2 separate regions of the Capra hircus genome follow, and region 1 is linked to region 2. Evidence: chromatin contacts called from public Hi-C data. All regions are on one chromosome and are shown on one strand. The core of a region is the stretch at or near the end of the contact, and the rest is flanking DNA. Distances in the headings are between cores, read along the strand shown. Region 1 overlaps DOCK4 (dedicator of cytokinesis protein 4). Region 2 overlaps IMMP2L (mitochondrial inner membrane protease subunit 2).

What was found. A called contact is a pair of places that touch in the nucleus more often than the background predicts.
Region 1: a Hi-C map of blood shows a contact between it and region 2, with 6 times the contacts expected there. The contact joins two enhancer-like sites. A contact is called at or near these places in 2 of 5 Hi-C or Micro-C datasets (both in blood).

Annotation. Positions count from the first base shown.
Region 1 is chr4:63,614,246-63,617,976 of ARS1.2, forward strand. It overlaps DOCK4 (dedicator of cytokinesis protein 4), which reads right to left. Exons shown (of 52, transcript XM_005679177.3): 52 at 1-2,577. The coding sequence ends at 2,137. Among named protein-coding and RNA genes, the nearest start is that of IMMP2L, 150 kb to the left of the region's middle. Within about 2 kb of position 2,251, at least 1 of the 5 cell types and tissues checked has an H3K27ac peak or open chromatin away from gene starts, as enhancers often do.
Region 2 is chr4:63,198,017-63,201,345 of ARS1.2, forward strand. The region is part of intron 4 of IMMP2L (mitochondrial inner membrane protease subunit 2); the gene reads right to left. Among named protein-coding and RNA genes, the nearest start is that of LRRN3, 220 kb to the left of the region's middle. Within about 2 kb of position 1,960, at least 1 of the 5 cell types and tissues checked has an H3K27ac peak or open chromatin away from gene starts, as enhancers often do.

The DNA.
Region 1 (3,731 bases), core at 1,001-3,500, 420 kb after region 2:
CGTTCAGCAGCAACCAACATGAACATCTAGGCTAACAGAATCTCTTGAAATGTTCTGCTATATAGCTGCTTCAGAAATACACACACATGATCGACTGTTCATTGCCCCAATCTTTTTTTTAAAAAAATGGATTCAAGAGCAAATAACACTGATTTACACTGTGCCCAAGCACTAGTCAAGAAATCTATTAAATTACAGAAGAAAAGGAAATCAGAGTTTGTTATCTTAAGCATGTCACCTTATTTAAATGGAAGGAAGGCTTTACTTCTTTAAAGCAACAGAAATATGTATCTTCCTATATATATAGATATATATATATACTTAAGGATGTGATTACAAACACAAAGTGTTATCATCAAAAGCAAAAGCTAGTTCAAGAAATTTTCAACTGAAATACTTGCAAGATACAAAGCTAAAATTCATGTTCCTTTTCTCTATTAAGAATACTTTCACTAAACATAAATATTTTAACATATATTAATTTTTCTGACATTCAAAACTGTAGTCAATATGGCAGAATTATTGTTAAAAGCACATATGTACAAATATTCTTTTTCCATACATAAAGTATTTGGCATAATTATAACAATCATACTGCATCCACAACAGTTTGCTTTTATTTTTAATTTTTTACATGTAATGGTATCTCTTATTAAAATTAACCAATTATGTACAAAAATACTTGAACATTTATTATAGAAAACCTCTATAACCAGTCTCAACAGCATATACCTGCTGAATGGTTTCGAAGGGAATATAAAAAAGTGGTCACTGCCTTCTGGGTAAGCTAGCAACAAAAACAAACACAATTAAACTAAAATGAGCTTCCCAACAAAAGAGGGAAAATATTCAACAGTATGATTTAAAATACAGTTCATATCTATTGTCAGTTGAGTGTTATAAACAGTCAGTAAAGAAAACAAGATACAAAATACATTACTACATACAAGGTGCTTTTCTCTTTTCACACTCCTATGACTGTGGCATTAGCATCCCTATCTAGATCTAAGATGCTATGTTGTAATGTTCAAGCTAGAGCCGTCTACAGCCATCCTCCTCTAACAAAAGGACAACAGGATTCGTTCAGAAGACAAGCCCCACTGGTAACAATGGAGTTGTGAGGAATTTCTTATTTTGCACAGGACTGAAAGTTAATGCCCTTGCCTTTTGAAAGTCCTTTTGCCATTTAATCATGCTAATATATTTTCTCTACTTTTTTTCATTTACTCTATCGATTTAATACTGTCCTGTATTGATTCCTGAATTCTTATTAACGGGACACATTAATTTGTGCCTACTTAATACATGAACATCTCTTCTTCAATGACAAATTGGGTAGTGGAAATTATCTAAAGAAGCACAAGATTCAAGTAAACATTTCTCCTGGGGTCTTTTGCTTCATCAACCTGATTGGAACTCTGGAAGTAAATTGCACCTTGAAAAGAAATACAGTAGATACCATGGGGTCAGGGTACTAAACAGTTTACCAACCAACTGGTAGAGTAGCTTCTGAAGAATGTAGACAGCAGTCAAGGTCAAAAGCAACCTGAAAGAAGTATGTTTCAAGAACAAAACCGCTTCCAGTCCCAATCCTTGCAACTCCTTTAGTGTATATCTCACTAGCCTGCTTTAACTGTTAATTAGGATGATGTGCATTCATTTGTCTGTTGCTAGAAAGAGTCAGAAATCTCACGTTATTTACAGAAGTCTTCTAAGGTAAGGACCACTGCCTTAGGATGTGCACTGACTTAATAAGCTTTCAGGAAGTATCAAGTATTCAGTAAAAAGTATACAACATTATCACGCTTCGTATTGTTTGACAATATTTTACTGGTTGAGATTAAACTATGTAAAAAAAAAAGTGAACATAAAAAGATACAAAAGAAGGCTTTATCACTATCACTTTCAAACGAGAAACGGTGTAATGAAATTCAGCCATACTGGGGACATCTGCCGTTGGGGGTCAGTAACTTTTAATATTGTGCAACATTCTATTAAGTGAGTTTAAATTCCATTCATCTAAAGACAAATCTGAGTTAAGTTATTAAAGTGCCTACACTAAAGATGTCTTTTCACCATACCTCTTAATGTCTTGTAAACGGCAAAGAATGCGTCGCAGGGAAATAGAAAAGGGACTTATAACTGGGAGACTTTCCGGGGCAGGGGCCTGGGCCGCGGGCCGGGGTCCGTCCTCCTGGTCCCGTTCTCCAGGTGGCCCGACCGCGCCGCCAGGGGCTTGGGGGGCAAGGCGGGCGGCTCGGCGGTGACGGGGATGGAGAGGCTGTGAGGTAGCGGCACGGGGCGCCGCAGAGTCCGCTCGTACACGCTGTACGGCGGCGGCGTCTTGCTCTCCTTACGCACCGGCTCCTCCGACCCGCCGCCGTAGCCCGGCCCCGACCCCAGCGGCGCCGCAGAGGGTTCATTCACCTGATTTTCAAAGCCTGAGGTCTCTGACGTGCTACACCGGCTGAGGGACGAAATGCCACTGCTGTAGCTGCCCGACAGCACGGGGGAGTTGGAGATGAGTCCTGGGGAGTGGTACTCCACGGGCGAGGGGGTGAAGGACTGCACGGAGCCCTGTGCGGAGGGGAGACGGCAGACTGTTCAGCGACAGGGTGATGAGCTCTGCTGTGTCCCCCCTCAAAACCCAGAGTCTGAAGCCTTTCTCTCCCACACCCTTGGGGAAGGCATGCCAGGCCTGGAGACTTCTGAGCTCCTGCCAGACTCTTGCTGAAGCCGCGGGTTGGCAGCCCTCAGGCTATGTAGCCTGAGAGAGCAGACGTTTCATCTGCAGTGTTTTTAAAAGCCTCAGTTGCTAATTTTGTAAAATAGGATGGTTTCCCACCAAATGTGCATTTCTTTAAGCACTGGAAGTTCTAGCAACACGGCTCACTTTCTCTTTCGGTAGAGAATCTCTTGCTGAGCAGGAGCTGGCCCTTTAGATGGGGCCTGAATCCCTCCGTTACCTACCGTCACCGCCACATCACACAGAGGCCTCATTTGTTAACTGTCTATTCCCACTGGCAGCAAAATCTGTACTTCCTTTTGGGCTTCCCTGGTGGCTCAGAGGGTAAAGAATCTGCCTGCAATGCAGGAGACCTGGGTTCCATCTCCCGGTGGGCAAGATCCCCTGGAGAAGGAAGTGGCAACCCACTCCAGTACTCTTGCCTGGGAAATCCCATGGACAGAGGAGCCTGGCGGGCTGCAGTCCATGGAATCCCGAAAGAGTCAGACACCACTGAGTAACATACACACACATTCTCTCTCCCCGCCCCTTTCCCCTCTCCCCTAACAGCATTCTGAAAAGGGGATTCTGCTGGGAAATCCTGCATCCTATGTACTCCTTGAGTCCATTCAGAGCCTATTAGCTCATTAAAGTCTGACAATAACAGAACCTCAATGACTTTGTTCAGCCCAGTGTTTGCTAAACTTATTTCACCACAGACCTTTTTTTCCCCCCTCCTTATTTATCACATAATGGCCTATAAAACCAAGAAATGTTATCCTAGACTAACTTTACCTCGGTCTCTCTTTTTAAACATGAGAATGCTGGTAGACACAAATCCTTTCATTTATCAGGAGCCTAAGATCAAGAACGGCCAATTAAAAGATCCAATTTCACTGGTTTTTTGTTAAAAGTTAGACCCCAAGTGCAAAATAGGGCAGGTAAGCGGAGTCTTCTCCACGGGGTTAATTCCCTCATTTAATTGCTGAAAAAAAAACTCTTTAAC
Region 2 (3,329 bases), core at 710-3,209:
TGAATCTAGACCTGTACTGGAAAATAAAGTCTATTAAAAAAAATTAGTTGGACATATTGGTGTGGGTCTGTTTGCAGGTTCTCAGCTCTGTCCCATTGACCATTTTCTATATTTATATATCTCACCACAAAATTGAAAGCTATATGCAGACAACTGTCTACAGTGCTGATACACAGCAGTAACCCTTAAGTAGCTGTCAATCTTATTTAATAACAATCACTGTATACCTACTATGTGCTAAGCATTCTGAACTCCACATCAAATAAATAATCTTCAAAATGCAACAGAGAATTAAGTGGCCAATATAAAATCAAGAGTCTGGCAAGCCCAGGAGCAAATACAAACGTACTATCAGTGGGGTTTTGCCAGAATATTCTTTAAAAGTGTAGCTGAAGCAAAGAAAAATGAAATGTATGCTAATATTACTGTAAAAAGACAAGATAAAGTGGTTCTCATGAAAAAGCATAAAACTTATAAAGTAAGTTTACTGTGGTTTCTGATCATAAGCAGCAGGCACTTAAAAGAGGAACTCCAAATTTGAATCAGATGCTGTTATTGTTTTTAAATAGATTCCTACATCTACCCTGCAAAAAGACTTGCATGAGTTGTGTTTACACACAGGATTTGACTGCCAGCCAGGGCCCATACTCAAGAGAAGTGGCAACAAAAGGATGAAGAGCAATCTGCAGGTATGAACAAGCAGTTTGTGCATCCTTGCTGACAAAATTACAGTAACTACCAGCTATAAAAGGACCTCAACAGGTGTTGAGGTATCTGAAATAAATGCTGAATGGACCCTGGGAAAAACAGTAAAATGTACTTTGAAGAGTAAAATAGTAAGATATGTGTGTATATATATATATATGCATCTTGCTGCTACTACTGCTAAGTCGCATTTCCTTCTCCAACCATGAAAGTGAAAAGTGAAAGTGAAATCGCTCAGTTGTGTCGGACTCTTAGCGACCCCATGGACTGCAGCCTACCAGGCTCCTCCGCCCATGGAATTTTCCAGGCAAGAGTACTGGAGTGGGGTGCCATTGCATCTTAAGTATTCTTAGATGGTGGTCTCAGCTGAGAGAGTGACACAGGTCCCCCAAGATCAGGTCATAGACATATAAAGTCAAATTGTAGGTATTACAACCTAAAGAAGGCATGAGCAACATCCTGCACGCAAAGCCCAGGGGGATTAATGTGCAGCTGTGCAGAGCTCCTGCATCCTATTTGCATATAGCATCACCTGAAAGCCCTCCTAAAAGTACAAGACAAATATCCTGTTTCTGAGCAGTTAAATCAGAAAAATGGGCTGGAGGCCATACATTCTCTAGTGATCAGCTGAAATAATGGGGTTTTTCAAAGTTGTTGTTGTTGAAATCGCTCAGTCATGTCCGACTCTTTGCGACCCCATGGACTGTAGCCTACCAGGCTCCTCTGACCATGGGATTCTCCAGGCAAGAATACTGGAGTGGGTTGTCATTTCCTTCTCCAGGGGATCTTCCCAACCCAGGGATCGAACCCAGGGATCGAAACCTGGGTCTCTAGCATTGGAGGCAGACATTTTAACCTCTGAGCCACCAGGGAAGCTTCCTTCTTTAACTAAACTTATTTTGAAACAACTGTAGATTCAATGCAGTTGTAAGAAATAATACAGATAGATGCCATGTACCCTCTGTCCAGTTTTTCTCAGTGGTAATATCTTGCAGAAGTTAAAAGTATTAGTTGCTCAGTTGTGTTTGCCTCTGTGTGACTCAGTGGACTATAGCCCTCCAGGCTCCTCTGTCTATGGAATTCTCCAGGCAAGGATGCTAGAGTGGGTTGTCATTTCCTCTTCCAGAGGTCGAACACCAGTCTCCTGCACTGCAGGTAGATACTTTACCATCTAAGCTACGAGGGAAGCAGTTACAAAACAGTAGCTCAAATTCACAAACTGTAGCACAAATTCACAACCAAGAAGCTCACAGTGATACAGACAAGATATAGCAGGATTCCATTGCTACATGGATCCCTCCTGTTATCCATTCATAGACATAATCACCTCCTGCCTCTTCCTACCCCCAACCCCCAGGGGTCAGGTACTGACCCCTGGCAACCATTAATGTTCTCCACATCCTACCTCTGTCTTTTCAAGACTGTTCTATAAATGGAATCATTCGATATGTGACCTTTGGGGATTGGCTTCTTTCACTCTGAATAACTGCCTCAAGACTCAGCCTGGTTGTTTCATGTGTCATTCTTTTTTGTTGCTGAATAGGATTCCATGGTACCTATGTGTCATCATTTAACACTTCACCTTTGAGGAACACCTGGACTATTTCCAGTTTGGGCTGGGACATTCATGTCCAGGTTTCCCTGGGATATGCTTTTGCTGGGTCATACAGTAACTGCTGTTTAGACTCATAAGGAACACTGCACTGTTTCCAGAGTGGCTGCAACAGTTTATATTCCTCCCCAGCAATGTGTGAGGCATGCAGTTTCCTCACATCCTCAGTGGTATTTGCTGTTCTTTTGTACTTCAGTCATTGTGACAGGTGTGCAGTATTAACCTATTGTGGTTTTATCAATAATTTACTTTTCCCTAATAGAAAATGATGCCATTAGAGACAAGCACCTCTTTTCAAGTATTTATTTGCTCTGTGATGAAATGTTTCTTCAAGTTTTTTGCCCATTTCCTAATTGGACTGCTTGCTTTATAAGCTACATTTTGAGATATTTACGTATTTTAGACACTAGTTTTTTTGTCAGGCAAGTCTCTTGTAAATATTTTCTCCTAGTCTGTAACTTATCTTTTCATTCTCTTACACAGGTCTTTCACAGAACAAATGAGATCAAATTTATTGACCTTTCTTTCTGTGGATTGTGCTTTTGGTAACATAGTCTAGCAACTCTTTACCTAGCCCTAGATCCTAAAAATCTCATCCTGTTAATTCATTTTTTCTAAAACTTTTACTGCATTTAAGTGCAAATGATTCTTTTGGAGTTAATTTTATTTACATTATGAGTTTCAGGTCATTTTCATTATTTTATCTGTGAATGGCCAGTTGCTCCATCACCATTTGTTGAAATGGTTATCCTTCCCCCATTGAATTGCTTTTGCCCTTTTGTTAAGTTCAATTTGTCAAAATTCTCTGCAGGTCTTTTTCTTGGGTCCATATTCAGTACCACTTAGTTATGTGTCACCATGCTGATTACAGTAAGCCTTAATGAAAATAGTTATAAAAAAATAGGTCATGCCAGCCTTGTACTTGAAAACTAAATTTCCAAGAGCTCCCTGTTGCACGGAAAAATGATATCCTAAGTCCTTATGCAGACTCACAGAGCCTTACAAAACCAGA